Regions from separate parts of the Mus musculus genome. Here region 1 is linked to region 2. A link is a contact called in public Hi-C data. All regions are on one chromosome and are shown on one strand. The core of a region is the stretch at or near the end of the contact, and the rest is flanking DNA. Distances in the headings are between cores, read along the strand shown.

What was found. Hi-C and Micro-C count contacts between places; a contact is called where the count stands out from the background.
Region 1: a Hi-C map of the N1E-115 cell line shows a contact between it and region 2, with 6 times the contacts expected there. The contact joins two enhancer-like sites. A contact is called at or near these places in 1 of 15 datasets of contacts at CTCF or cohesin (pro-B cells), 6 of 484 Hi-C or Micro-C datasets (the HL-1 cell line, the N1E-115 cell line, cardiomyocytes and 3 more) and 7 of 115 datasets of contacts at active chromatin or transcription factors (acute myeloid leukemia, astrocytes, embryonic stem cells and 4 more).

The regions. Positions count from the first base shown.
Region 1 is chr5:43,357,852-43,360,551 of GRCm38.p6, forward strand. All of the region lies in intron 1 of Gm43699 (a long non-coding RNA gene), which reads left to right. Among named protein-coding and RNA genes, the nearest start is that of Gm43699, 4.9 kb to the left of the region's middle. Within about 2 kb of position 1,285, at least 34 of the 459 cell types and tissues checked have an H3K27ac peak or open chromatin away from gene starts, as enhancers often do. A contact at or near this core is called in the N1E-115 cell line, where this site is marked.
Region 2 is chr5:43,087,431-43,090,130 of GRCm38.p6, forward strand. No RefSeq gene overlaps it. Among named protein-coding and RNA genes, the nearest start is that of Gm43700, 50 kb to the left of the region's middle. Within about 2 kb of position 1,266, at least 31 of the 459 cell types and tissues checked have an H3K27ac peak or open chromatin away from gene starts, as enhancers often do. A contact at or near this core is called in the N1E-115 cell line, where this site is marked.

The DNA.
Region 1 (2,700 bases), core at 35-2,534, 270 kb after region 2:
GCCCTGACCAATTGGTAGAGAAGTCAGTTTTCTTATCTTTCTACAGATTCTTTGTTCTACACCTTTTCCCTCAGAGATCCCTCTGAGTGAATGGTCATTATTTCCCACATCTCCCTCAAGCTCAGGGATGGCCTACCCTTTCTTCAAGAGGATAATAAGCTCGCTCCCTGGAGCCTGCCCCACAGACCTGTCCAGATTATTAGCACTTTCTGAGCCCTGTAAGACTGTCTAGACCACAATCTGGGGCTATGCCAAGAACGCCTTAGTCATTATTCCTATGAAGATATCTGTCTCTGCCACCAGCTTAGTACATTCTGAGGGGCTTACACTGCCTCCAAACAGGCATCATGATCATGTACACCTCAGTGTCGTTACCACAAAATAGAACAGATGACGGCCTCTTCTTCCTTCCTGTATGAATCTTTTTCTTTCTCGGAACCTGTTGATTCAAGGTCTAGGCTAGGTTTAAAGTGACTGACTATCAGAACATCAAGGTTGGAATTCTTAAGTTTCTAGAAACTTTCTCAGCAGCATTCCAGGGCAAAGGAAAGGGGGCAAAGACCTCGAAGGCAAAGATGCTTTACCTTCTAGGTCCTGTTATCTTATTCAGAAACATCTCTCTTGAGTCTATTCTACAAGTTTGGGCTTCTGGTCACACTTTTGTTTCTGTACATTGTTATTCATGACTTTAAAACACATGAAAATTACTGGAGCTGATTGATTCCATTGTGTCCTGGAGCTTTTCCACATTTTAATCTGTTGCAAGCGATGAAGGGTAATAATGATTCACTCGTATTAAGTGTTTTTGCCTTGTGCTTGGCACTGTGCTAGCTACAGGTACTAATGACACACAATTGGGATGTCCTGAATGAAACCTAAATGTGGGATGAGTTTATTTATAACCCAGACAACACTGTGCCCTGCATTCTCAAAGGACAATGGTTAGTATCTGGAACAATTTCCATTTCTGTACCCTTTGATAGAAAGAAGACAATGAAAGTGATTGTGGTCTTTTTCATAACTGTTTGGTGAAGGTGGCACAGCAAACTAGCTGACTTTCACCTCATCTGTAATCTTGAACAAGGATATCATCTGAGACACCCCTGATTGAGTAGCTGCTCTTATCACTGTGGCTATGCTGTCAGTTAGCTGGCTGAAAGGTGGGCTTTATGGAAACCTTACTAAAGCTAACCATCCTGGGCTTTAGCATCCTTGGCAACCCTACTTCTCTAACCAACAGACCATAGCATGACTCAGAACTTGGCATTGAATTGAGCCCAAAAAAGCCTTCTTTCAGGCAGCCCACATCCTAAGACACAAGACAAGTGTCTCTAGCCAGGAGATGTCCTATACACAACTGCACAAATTCTAACTTCATGGGTACTGAAAAATACCAGAGTATTTTAAAGTGTGTGTGTGTGTGTGTATGCGTACGTATGTGTCTGGTGTGTGCATGTATGTGAACTAGGTGACAATTTCCACAAGAGAAGGTATCTCAGAATCTCTCCAGACAATGGTTCTAAAATAAGCAAGATTAGTCATGGTCAAACCATTTGCTTTTGAACCTAAACCAGATACTAAATTGTGCTACAAAAATCTGTAAATTCCTGGTATTCAGGACTGCCAAGATGTCTGAGAGAAGATGGTCCAAGCCTCAACAGGGCTCATCACAATCACCCCTCGGCTGACAAAGGCGCTCTGTATGCTGGGCCCTGATTAGGAACAAGCTTAGGATTTAGCACAATCTGTTCTGTGAGGCCAATTTTCCAGGAGCTGTGACATAATTGCGCTCAGAAGTTGTGAGCTTGATTTCGAAACTCTTGATATTGTCATGGAAATGATCGTTGTATTTTATTGCAATCAATTTTTTCTTTAGACTAAAGCAGAGAAGTTGAGTAAGAGGGGGAAATTAGTCCTTTAATAAAGGAAGAAAACAGATACTTAATAGCGTGTTTCAAAAGTTGAATACAGTAAATTACAAAGCTGGAGAAAATAAGACATACCATTTTCCTGTTCCTTCTTATTCCCCCTGCTTCTAGCTCATCCTTTCAACGCCTCCTCTGCCCATTCACAAATGGCCCCTGCTTCCTGCCTTTTGTTGTTTTACCTCCCTGATGTGGGAGTGGTGTGATAATGAAATCTCTCAGGCCAGTCCCTGCAGATAGATAATACCTCTTTGTTGGCTGGTGTTTTACCTTTATTCTGAGGCTCTCCATGGCTTAAAATAAGGCTCTACCAAATGTGTATGGTAGATGTCATTCAACTTCTATTTTTTTATGGGTTAAAAACCTGAAAGAAATGACAGCCTAGTGGAAGGGCCGTGCATGGCTTTTGCTTTATTCATTTTCAAAGTCAAACTAGAGAGGTTGTTATTACATACATATACTTAAAAATACAAGAAAAGTGGGGGTTCTCTGATCGTTTCCCAAGAATGTACAATGATTGGAAGAAAGAAAAGAAAGGAGATGGGGAGGAAGAAAGGAAGGAAAGGATGAGAGACTGTAAAAAAATCAAAACAAACCAACCAACTAACCAACCAAACAAACAAACACAAATCTACCCTAAATGCATCCTGTGGTATAAATATGTCCTTTTTCCCTGCCAACCTCTGGAGTTTGCAAAGGACTTTAGACAAGTACACGTGGCCCCATCTTCTGGCAGACTTATGCAATAGCGGTACCTATCTGATGATCTTCAAGG
Region 2 (2,700 bases), core at 16-2,515:
TCTCGAGTGCCAGGTCCTGTTTCAATGGTTTGTGGCACTGAGGTTTATTTGATAAACGGGACACTGCTGTTGTCAGTTCAGGAACCCTATTTTTAGGGCTTTTTTTTTTTTTCAAGACAAGAGCCTACAAAAATCCAAAAGTGATTGTCAATACAAAGAGAGACTTTGGCATGCCCTGAATAACTAAAAGATTTACTTTTAGTAATACCTTTTAGTATTATGTTAGTCATTTTAATGTTGTTCTCCATTTTATTATTTTCTATAACTTATATTTAGTTTCCCACCAGCATGCACAGGAAAATACTTACAAGTGTAATTTGGGATCCTTCATGCCTGTCCACAGAGAGTAGCCTGGTAGAAGGGTTTGTAGGCAGCTTTCTAAAGCCCAAGCTTGGCAAAACATTCCCATTATTATCTGCAGCCCTAGCCTGTTTAATCTTACAGATTCAGGGTTATTTAGTTATCCTTATGTTCCACCCCCACTCACTTCCCAACACTACCATCTGTCAGCCCAGGCCAGTCTAAGCTCAGCCTGGTGCAGCTGTCTCCCAGGAGGTGACCCTAGGCGAGTCACCTGTGAGGGCCTAGTCGGAGCGTAAGCCTCAAGGCCCACCAAGGCCATGGAGCAGCATAGCCTCCAGAATGGAGCTTGTCCCCAGATGCCTTCGGAAAGAAGGTGTACCCTTATCACACATGCCACCCAGCCTCCAGTGCAGGGGGCCTTGACAATGGAGCAGGGGAAACCAGGCACAAAGATAACAGCTGCATAGAAAGGCTGGGAGAGAGACAGCCTTCCTCGTTGCACAGCCTTACTTATTTATAGATGCGCTGGCTCCTTATGTGGCCTAGTTAAGGACGCCTTTCCATAAATACATAGAAACGGATGTTATTCTAGAACCTACTGATAATATACACAGCTGTAGAGGTTGTCACTGGATTAACAACCCCACCTTCCTCTTAGCACCCCCTCCCCCCAAAATAAAACAGAAAATTAAAAGTGCATGGGTTTGTCTTTGATGTTTGCATACAAGAGAGAAACTCTTCCTTAAGAGTGACATAGTTTTCTGTTCTGTTTGGTTGAGCTTTGTTGTTTTGAGAGCCAAAACATGATTTCTTAGGGAATAGGCAATTAGGAAGCAAGGCTACACCTTTGCAAAGCAGAGTGTGGGTCTTTTACTTTTATCCCTCCCCAGGAGCATCTATTTAACCCAAAAACAATTTTCTCCTTTTAGAGGCTGCACGTGGCAGTTCATTTCGCTGGAAAATATCATCTGCCAACTAGGGTTCCGACTCTTTCCGATCCACTCACTTCCAGAGCCGTGAATGAGCCACAGCCCCTAGCCCTTTGTTTCTCCCAGTTTGTTCTACAGACTCTTAATTCTATTATCTGGCTGTAATTTGGCTCTGTGTCTCTCCAGCATTCCTCCCTTTATTCTCTCCCCTTTCTTTTTAATCGATTGATTCATCTGTAATTGGATTTTCCCTGGCTCTTACCAGCTATTAAAAGTAGCAGTGTGTGTGAGTGTGTGTGTGTGTGTGTGTGTATGTGAGTGAGTGTGCTTTTTAACTAGGCCATGCTTTCAGATGCCTTACGATCTCTCCTGACTGGCATTTCCAAGTATAAATTCAATTCCCTGGGCCTTAGCAAGGCAGCAGGGATCAGTGGGTAGAATATAAACTTTAAAAGCAGATAGAACCACAGCGTGTTTTGTTTCGTCTTGTTTAAGGCTGACATTTATTAAGCTTGTCCTGTATGCCAGACTCTGCTCCAAGCACTTTATAAAGAATTAATAATCCTCACCACACCCTTTTAAGGTAAGCTTGGTGATTTCTCCATTTTACAAATGAGAGCATAATGCTTGGGGTGGCGTGGGGAGGGGAGAAGGAATGTGACCAAGGTCCCACCCAAAACAACAAACAGGCCGTCAAGTTTTTGGTGAAGGTTCAGTTTTTTCAAGTGCGACACTATACATTCAGATCTGTAGAGTTTGGTCAGGATTTGCTTCCCTTACCACTTCCATGTTTGCCAGATTAGTAAAAGCTGGTTTCCCTTGCAAGGTGAAGTCACAGTAGGGGATTTGCAGTGGTGTTAAGTACATGGTCTGCCCAAGTATGGGGACATTGCTGGTCAATATTGTCCCTGAACTGAGGATTAAGCCAATGACTCAATAAGGCAGCTTTGGGAACACAAGAAAGGAGCAGAGTGGTTTCTTTGTTTGTTCACTAAGCTCCTGCAGTGTTTGGAAGAGACAGAAAAGGGAAAGCAGGCAAATGCAGAAAGCACCACTGTACAGATTAGGCTGTAGGCCCTCCGTGGTACTTCAGACATAATAGTTCCACTCTCCAGCCCTTACTTTCCCCTAATGTAACAGGTCCGCAGAGCCAACCACAACTACTAGCCACCACTAACTACCAACACTCTCCTACAAAATCCCTCCCCCTCTTCAGCTCACATGGACCAGTTCCAGCAGAGCCAGCAGGAACTACAAATCGATTCCACGTACAGTTCTTTACTGTACCTTACCACAAAAGCATAAAGTAGATGCTCAGATTCCTATTGTATAGACTGAGGAACTGAGTCATATAATGCTTTCATGACTTGACCAGGAGGCAGAATCAAGTCTCAACACACCCTCTGTTCACTGAAATCCAGGCATCCCTAGATGTCTCAAAGTGCAAGTGCAGAGACTGGAAAGATGC